Regions from separate parts of the Sus scrofa genome. Here region 1 is linked to region 2. The links are chromatin contacts, called in public Hi-C maps. All regions are on one chromosome and are shown on one strand. The core of a region is the stretch at or near the end of the contact, and the rest is flanking DNA. Distances in the headings are between cores, read along the strand shown. Region 1 holds the start of KLF9 (Kruppel like factor 9). Region 2 holds the start of PTAR1 (protein prenyltransferase alpha subunit repeat-containing protein 1).

Region 1 (4,582 bases), core at 500-2,999, 660 kb after region 2:
AGAAACACTTTCCAAAGGAAATAAAATACGAGATGCAGTTACGTGGCCTTTTTTAAAAAAAGCAAAACAGAACCAAACCAACCAATGATCATGTTGAAACCACAAGCCCAGGGCCTCATCTTAAAAGTACCAACAATTATCCCAAAAAACGACAATACTTTCCAAGTAACTCCAATAACCTCCTCTTAAACATGGTGTCATAGGACAGAGGGAAAAGGAGTTTCATGAGAAGACCAAGCACTGTGCTTCCTTACTGGAACAGCACTGTAAAGGACCCTTACTAAAGATGGTGAGACAGCATGGCCAAGTGTGAATGCTTTCCAACTTTTTCTGAATATGTTAAACAGAACCAATAGAATTGGCTGACCAAGGCCCCTGTAAGTCTCTAAAGCTCATTTTATACTGCGGATGTCTCAGCCACATGCCTCTGGTCAGCCCTGCCTTCGCTTTCCCTGGGAAATAACCTTCCTTGGGGCCTCCAGAACATCCCAACCTTCATTATCAGCCTTGACCTCGGCAAGGACCACACCTCCTTGCTAAGGGCCGCCCGGTGCGACCTAAATCACGTGGAGAAAAATCCTCTCTGAATCTCTCATTTAAAAGGCTAACTAGTCGTGAAGTTAACAAACCATCACTTGATCAAACTCATCTGCTGCCTGAAGCAGTATTATTTTAAAGCTCTCTGGGGATTCTTGGCCAAATTTAAAAGCACCTTGGCAAGGCCTGAAAAGTAGCAAGCATACAGCTAAACCAGCGAACCCTTAGTCATTCCTAAAAGGTTCCCTGTAAAGTGCGCCGCTTCTCCCCAGGTTTGGCCACTTCGCTGCAATCCCACAAGAGAATAAAATAAAAGATAACACAGTGGTTTGACTGTGTCCCTCAACCCCCGTCAGCGTCTGCCCAGGTGGGGTGGCCCCACTGCCGCCGGTGCTGGAGTCCGGCGGGGGGCGGGGCGGGACAGGGAGGGGAGGCACCACTCCCCGCGTGGCCACGCACGGGGGCTGGCGCTCAGCACTCACTCCGCCCCGCCAGGTTAATGCTCTCCATGGCTTCTAGAGGCTGGGGACGATTAAGAAGAGAGTGAGCTTTCTGTCTCTACACAGTTCAATTTTTTTAAGAGTTAAACAGCATCTTATCCAAAATTTTTGCACCCTTTCGGCCAAGTGCGTTGTTAACTCCCAGAAAGGCTGCCCGGCCAAAGGTTAACTAACCCCAGAGCTTGCGGGAAGAAGGAGACGCCGCTAACCTGTATGCACTCTGTAATGGGCTTTGAGATGGGAGGATTTTCCATAGACTTTCCCACAGCCACTGTAGGGGCACTTGTGCCTCTTTTCGGAGGCGTGTTTCCCCTTCGCAGCCACTCCAGGGTGGAGGAGGGAGAGCGGGCTGGGCGCGCTGCCAGGATCCTGTCTCTCCTCCGGGCTGTGGGAAGGACTCGACCCAGATTCGGTGGTCACGTCGCTGTCGGATCCCATATCCTCATCAGGACTCTCCAGGCTGTCGCTGCACACCGAAGGGGTCTGGATGGGTCGGTACTTGTTCAGGTCCAACAAGCTCTTGGCGATGGTGACCAGCGTGCAATAATCCTTCCAGGTGTCCCCCGGGTCACCGTGCTCCTTGGTCACCTCACGCTCAGGTAGTCGCAGCCGCTCGGCGTCCGGAGCGCCCCCATGCTCCGGCACCGCAGCGCGGTTCGAAATGGAAACCAGACACTGGGCAGCCACAAGTCCATGTAGGCGGCCGCAGACATGGTGCGGGCGACAGCAGCCCCAGCGACGCGGCCAAACTTGGTGGTGGCTGCAGAGGTTCGGCTCGCTGTGCCCTGGCCTCGGACGATGAGCGCGGCGCTGCGCGGTGGCCAAGGGGGCGGGGGCGCGGGGCGCTTCCGACTCGCAGGAGCGCCGAGGCGACCTCAGCCCCTCATCTTTACGTAACCGGCAGCGCCTCCGCACGCAGCATCCACGGCCCCGGGCTTCGCTGCGCCGCCGCTTCTCGCCGCCGATGGTGCCCCACGCCGGGCGCTATACCCCCGACGGGCGCGCCGGCCGCTCCGAGCCGGCTCCCTTGGAAAGGTGCCACACGTGGCGGTCGCAAGTTTATTCGACCAAAAACGCCCCCGAGGCGCTGAGAGAGGAAACTGCAAGAGAGGTACACGCCCTCAGCCGCCTCTCCGTCGAGCCAAAGCCCCAGGACATTCACCCGACCACCTGGATGCGGGTGGCAACGGCCGGACCTAGCGCCAGGTCTAAGAGACACTTTTCCCCCAGTCCACTGACGGCTTCTGAGACCCTGCTCTTGCCGGTCCGCACCGTTCCGGCATTCTCTCGCTCAGTAACAATTTCGCAGAATCCCATCACGTCACAATCCAAACCCCCTCCAATTGGCCAGTGGGGAGGGTGATTCAACTCTGTTTACTTTCTCCCCCTGCCAGTCAGAACGGCCTTTCGGTGGAGAGGTGCGTCTAGAACTGAGACATGCGGCCAATCCGACTGTTCCGTTTCGATGCCTCGTGCTACCCCTACAGCCTCGAACGCTGACATTTAAAAGGGTAACAGCCGAGAGGTTGCAAAAAAGCAGTCGCGCATCTTCTGGAGTGCTTCTCAACCCCTTAGCTGGTCCAGACCTCCTGGCTCACAATCCAGCTTTCGGAGCTGTGGGACACACCTTCCCTACTCAGTTGCGCTTGTTCTTAATGACAAAAGAGAACTTCAGTTTGTTTTCCAGCTCTCAAAGAGTTAAGTGACTTCCTGCAAACGCTACAGTCCCAGCAACCAACCTTCCAATCAAAAGTAAGTTGGTTGATGTCACTAACATAGGCTCAGCCAATCAGAAGGGCGTTTTGAAGGCAAGCGCTCCACTCTTGTAAACGCGAAGAGCTGTAGTGAAACTGAACATATCCTTGTACTTTGTGTTGTTAGTAGTAAAACTGAGATATGTATGGGAAAGCATGGGTGATGAATAAGTGCATCGTGAGTTTATAATTAAAAAAAACAACTAAATATGTCAGGCCAAGTTGCTCAAGAATAAACACAAATGAGAAAACCTCAATCTGGTTTTGTTTTGTTTTGTTTTTCTGTTTTGGGATACAGAATACTTTGGGGAAGATTTTTCCGTCCAATGCATTAACTATGACTAATTCCTCTTATAAATGCAGAGCTGACAAAAGTTCTGTTTTAAAGCATAGTTTTTATACTGCCTGGCTATCCTTACTTTGAAACACCCCATCTTTACTTTTGTGATACCTCTTAATTCCTCTCCTTCCCTCGTGCAATTTATTCTAAATAAGCTGTCTTCATTTTGCTTTGAAACTATTGTAACCTCCCTCAAATAAATGGAGACTAAAATCCCTCATCTGTATAATTTAAAAACCAACATTATTCTTAGCTCATTTCCTTTCCACAGACCCCTGGGGGATGTTAGGGCATTTCCTTTCCCTCACTTAACAGATGTGAAGACTGAGATGTAAGGAAGTGACTTGTCTGCATTATCAGGTAGATAAAGAACTCCATTGAAAACATAAATCTGATTCCTAGCTCTTTGGGCTTTACAACTGAATTCTTTGGTTTTGTGAAATATTAACTTTGCTAAACAGATTCTAGAAAACTGGAACCAGCCAGAGATCTTTAGACATTGAATATTGTGGCATTACTTGATCAACAATTAGTACAGCTCTTGGAGTCTGATTAACTAGGTCTGCCTCTCCCTCTGAAGAATGATGGAGTTGTTTTCCATAAGGCCAATGTCTCTTGCAGGAGGTGTACCGTCAGCAGAATTGATTAAAAATATGTTTACTTTCCTAAGTGGGTGTGGGAGGTACCTGCTTCTATGTGATGTAGATCCAGGAGGTCCAACTATAACCCCGCTGGCTATTAGCCTTCAGGAATGTGACACCAGGTTCCTGGTCTCTAAAGGAAGGGTCTCAAATTTACCCTCCTAGTATGAAGGCAAGTGCAGTTTATTTCTACTTTGTTTTTGGAGTGGGAAAGAAAGATATTTCGGGAAGAGAAAGGGGTATTACATGGGAAAGGGAAGCTTAGAAAGAAAGTGCTGGAGGTCCCATTGTGGCTCAGTGGAAACGAGGTTGCCAGGTTGATCCCTGGCCTCACTGTGAGCATTGCTGTGAGCTGTGGTGTAGGTCACAGACATGGCTTGTATCCTGTGTTGCTGTGGCTGTGGCGTAAGTGGGTATCTGTGGCTCTGACGCAACCCCTAGCCTGGGAACCTCCACATGCTGCGGGTATGGCCTTAAAAGTGGAAAAAAAAAAAGAAAAGAAAGAAAGTTCTAGTCAACCAAGAATATCATCACCATCACCTACATGTAGTAAGGTAGTTACATGTAAAGTGAAGCTGAATTAGAGTTCTTGAATTCTAATCCTGTTAATTTTAGAAAAGAATTCACTAAAGCCCAAAGGAGTTTCCCTACTTCATGATTTTTTTCTGGGACAAACTCTGTATCCAGGGATATATATATGATCACTTGGAAATTTCACATTGCTTGCCTCTTTAAGGTCCAGCACAGAAATTAGAAGGGTATCTCCAGGCCTCCTACGATCATGGCCTGTACAGTCTCACAGACTTGCAT
Region 2 (4,584 bases), core at 505-3,004:
AGACAAAGAAAGATGATTATGGTACTTATTAGTCTTTTTTCTAACCTCTGCCTTAATTTTTTTAAGAAAAATAACTGCAATGATAAGAAAATAGGCCCTTCATTTGTCCAACTTTTTTTTTGGAGGATGTCTCTGGTTTGTGCTAAAGCTCTCATTCTCAAAAGGGACTAAAAGACTGATATACAACAAGGCATCAAAGCATTCTTTAGAAGGCCCAGTACCCACTATGGTTACTGGCAGGAAATCATTCCAAACACTCTCATTCTGAAAAAGGCAGCAGTCACTAGGGAGAAGGAAGAGGACCCTGTTAGAGGCAGCAGGTGTGGTTTGAGGTCAGCAGTGTTTTGTTTTTAATGAGGCACAGTTGCAGGTCTCCAATTGAGTGCCACAAGGGAGCAAGACATCTGAGGGCATCACCTTGAAGGAAAAGAACACTTCATCTAGATGAAGTTTTGGCACCTCTTTTAAGCAGAAAAGCTTAAGGAGTTAGAATAGTTAAAAAGAATAATTCATGTGTTTCAGTTGAAAGAATAAAATATTAAAAATAAACTCCATCAGCAATTAAAGTGAAAATAATGTAAAACTGGATTCTGTGTTTCTTTCTTTTGAGGGGAGAAGGGATGAGGGAGAAAGGATGGGAAAAGAGCTACACTCTTGCTTTTTCCTTATTCTTTTGTATAATATGTAACATGCCTCTTCTTTTAAGTTTTCTTTTCACTCGTTACATGAAAGCCTAAGTGTCAGAAAGAAAGCAGTCTCTTCTTGTATCCATCCGGAGTAAAATGGAGAGGAAGGAGGGAAAGATACATGTGTCAGTTTTGTGGTGTCCTACTTAAAGAGGGCAGCAGTGTTCGAATAAAAAGAGTTAATAGGCTCCCTGTAACTATGAATCAGCTAATGCTAAAAAGTGTTGAGGTTTCATCTGCTTTACACCAGACCCAACCTGTGCCTACAGAAGCTACACTCTTGAGAATGCTCTGTTCGCTTTTAAAACAAAATGTCCCTCTACAATCTTGGGTTAGGTGAAGCGAAAGTCAAAAGCAGCCTGAAACTACCTCTGGCTAGTAACTGAGGGTCTTCTGGCCCATGGAGAGTACAGACGATCGGTAACCCCTCCTTACGAAGATCCGGGAGGAGCATCCAATGAGTTGAGTTAACAAAGCACACACAGACCCACAGTGTGTCTTTGCCCCTATACCTTAAATGGATGTAGGACATGGACTTACAGGTGAAGTCTTCCGAGTTTGGTGAACTCCTGGGAAAGGAGTGGTAGGGAGGAGAACCAAACAAAGTCACTACGTTTTAATTTTCTGAGGTCACTTCTAGGGACTCAACCGCAAACGCCTTCGGGTAGCGGAAAGCGGGCCCCGCGGCGGCCGACAATGGTCCAGCCCCGATCTAGCACTGTTCGCTCCCGAGAGGAGCGCGTGGGCCAGAACCCGCCGCCCGAGGTCGCCTCCAGGCTTGGCCCCGCCCCCGCCCGCCCCCGACGACCCCCGGAGGCAGCGCAGGCAGGAGGAGCTGCGGGCGCGCGACTCACATGTGTGGGTTCCTCCTGAAGGCATTGGTGATGTCCTTTACCACCCTTTGCACCAGCACCGCCACTTCTTCACTCGTCTCGGCCATGTTGGTGGCGGCAGCGGCGGCTCGCGCGCGCCTCCGGGAGAGCGCCGAGCCGCCCGCGGGAGTTCCGCGGGGAGCGCGCCCGTGTGCGCCGGTTTGGCTGCGCCCCCGACCCCGCTCCTCGGCCGCCGCGGAACACTTCCGGGTCAGCTACCCTCCCCCTCTCCGCACCGGGGGTGTGGTCCCTAGTGGGGCTCCGGTGGTTGGCTTGGTCCCGGACTTCCCAATTATTGGAGGAGATGGTGCTGCTGGTTTATTTACAGTTACTTCAGGTCGCTGTTGTACACATTTTGTTTTAATTTCTAGTCCACTTGGGGCTGAGGAGGGAGGGGTCCTAAGATCACTCCAAAGCCGGAGACTGGCCTGAACAATCCTCTCTCAGCTGTTCAGGAAACGAGCCAGGTCCCAGAATGCTCCGAGAAAGTTTAACCAAGAGTGAGAGCCCTGTTAAGCAGTTAGTCCCTTGGCACGGTATGAGAGCTTGTCTCTATTTTCTTAGTTGGAGAGATGAGGCCGCTCAGAGACGCTCTTGGTGGAATGAGTCCCAATCGGACCTTCTTGGTAACCTCATTTTGTACCTGCCTGCCGGTTCTGGCCACTGGGCAACTCTTTTCAAAAAGTTAATTTTAAAAAATTACTAAATGGATTAAAGGAAGAAAAAGGAGAATAAAGAAAAAGTTCTTTGCTGTCATGTTGAAAGTAGAAGTACAAAGCTGTTTTTCAGATCTGGTGTCCTTTGAATGGTGCCTGTTAATTTTGGAGTTAAAAAAACAAGGCCCGGTTAAGGTTTGTTCTTAATAACTATTTACCCTGCTACAAATAATTTTTATAAGAAAAACTGGCTTTCTATTCCGTTTGGATTTTGAAATGCCATAAATCAAATTTTCGTATATCAGATTTTCTTTCAACCTTCTCTGTTAGAAAAATCTGGCTGCTTTTGGTTCAGTTCCTTTTACTTAAATCCTTGAAGTGTTATCTTTTAAAAACTTTTTTTTTTTTTAAATGCAAGTTTAATGTGAATGTATGTGGAGCATTTGAAGTAGAGTTGGTGGTAGTGAAAGTAAAAACCATACACAGGAGGCAAAATTGTAAAGCAATGAATAAAAAATATAAATGAACTATATTCAGTGATTGATACTCCCTGTGGGTATGTTTAGAAAGGCAAGACCTGCTGTATCGACACTGGTCTTCTGGTTTTTAAAAGAGATAGAAGTTGCATAAAATTGTAAAAAGCAAGATGGAACATGTTTTAGTCAGGTCAAACAAACCCTAACTTGTTGGCAAATTCTCAAATGAGGCAGTAGATTGAATTCGTTTTTAGATTCCAAGCCCAAAGACAACCTCTAATGTCCTAATTACTCTTAAAATGTGATACCAATTCTGAAATGTTTTGAGTTCACTGATAGTCTTCTTCCTCTTCAAGGAATCAGAGCCTTGCATCCTTTCCTAATAGAAGTGGGAAATAAATCCTGACTTCTGGGGCAGATCTCAAAGAACTGCACTGAAATATAAATTTTTTTAAGAATTTATTTTTATCTTAAAAATTAGTGTGATTTTTTTGTTTCACTCTAATACATTTAGAGGGAAAAAACCAAACTTTGTCCCTAAATCTTGAAGTGAAATTGATATTCCAGGAAAGTAACACCTCTATGGTTCTGTGTGTCCCCTTCCCATATACACACACATATATGCACACACACCCTATTTATACTCATTTGAAAGGTGTGAATTATATGTCTCATGTTTCTTCTGAGTTCACAAATTGTATCACCCAATTATTAAAGATCTGCTATGTTTAGAATTCAAATTTTTTATAGTTAAAGTATACTGGAACTCTGAGCCAACCCTCTTATTTTCCAGGTAAGGAAGCTGAGGTTCAAAGAAGAATTGAAATTCATGTAACTTTAATAATGATACATGTATAAGAATAGGATATGATAAATTTAGCTTTTTTTTTTTTTTTTTTTTTTTTTTTGTCTTTTAGGGCTCACCCATGGCATGTGGAGGTTCCCAGGCTAGGGATCCTATCAGAGCTACAGCCACTGGCCTGTGCCAAGCCACAGCAATGCCAGATCTGAGCTACATCTGCGACCTACACGACAGCCGTGGCAATGCTGGATCTTTAAACTGCTGAGTGAAGCCAGGGATCGAACCTGTGTCCTCATGGATACAAGTCAGATTCATTTCTGCTGAGCCACGAGGGAAACTCCTAGTATGATTTTTTTGAGGATTCAAAGATTTATGTTCCGGCATCTGCAAAATACACATACTAGTAATGCGATATTGTAAGTAGCTTAACTGCACCACATTGGGAACTGATTAAATGACAGCAAATCTATATGCTGAAATACTATTTGGTCATTTAAAAGCACATTGTAACTAGAGTATATACCAAACTCTTAGGAGGAGGTATATTTATAGGAGAATTTTACTAAATAATGCAAAGAACAAAATATAATTTTTATAATAAAAGTTTTTAGGTGTTCCTGTCATGGCTCAGCGGTTAACAAATCTGACCAGTATCCATGAGGAACAGGTTTGATCTCCGGCTTGTTCAGTGGGTTAAGGATCCAGCATTGTGGTGAGCTGTGGTGTAGGTTGCAGATGTGGCTCAAATCCTGCTTGCTGTGACTGTGGTGTAGGCCAACAGCTATTGCTCTGATTCCACCCCTAGCCTGGAAACTTCCGTATGCCACAGGCATGGCCCTAAAAAGCAAAAAAAAAAAAAAAAAAAAAAATTTTTTTAGAGTATATGTTAAAATGTTGGATGCATTTATTTGTTGATAAGCAAACTATCTCATGCATACTAATTTTCTTGAAGATTGATTTTTAAAAATTTTATTTACATTTGATTTACAATGTACGTTAGATTTAAAATGTTGTATTAGTTTCGGGTGTACAGTAAAGTGAATCAGTTATACATATACCTATTCTTTTTTCCCATACAGGTTATTATAGAAC

The links. A called contact is a pair of places that touch in the nucleus more often than the background predicts.
Region 1: a contact with region 2 is called in a Hi-C map of embryonic fibroblasts, with 2.4 times the contacts expected there. The contact joins the promoter of KLF9 here to the promoter of PTAR1 in region 2. A contact is called at or near these places in 1 of 47 Hi-C or Micro-C datasets (embryonic fibroblasts) and 1 of 2 datasets of contacts at active chromatin or transcription factors (alveolar macrophages).

Annotation. Positions count from the first base shown.
Region 1 is chr1:223,745,912-223,750,493 of Sscrofa11.1, forward strand. It overlaps KLF9 (Kruppel like factor 9), which reads right to left and starts at 1,750. Exons shown (of 3, transcript NM_001011504.1): 1 at 1,727-1,750; 2 at 1,247-1,724. The coding sequence starts at 1,750.
Region 2 is chr1:223,087,925-223,092,508 of Sscrofa11.1, forward strand. It overlaps PTAR1 (protein prenyltransferase alpha subunit repeat-containing protein 1), which reads right to left and starts at 1,755. Exons shown (of 7, transcript XM_005654497.3): 1 at 1,541-1,755. The coding sequence starts at 1,626. It also overlaps a transcript of C1H9orf135 not described here.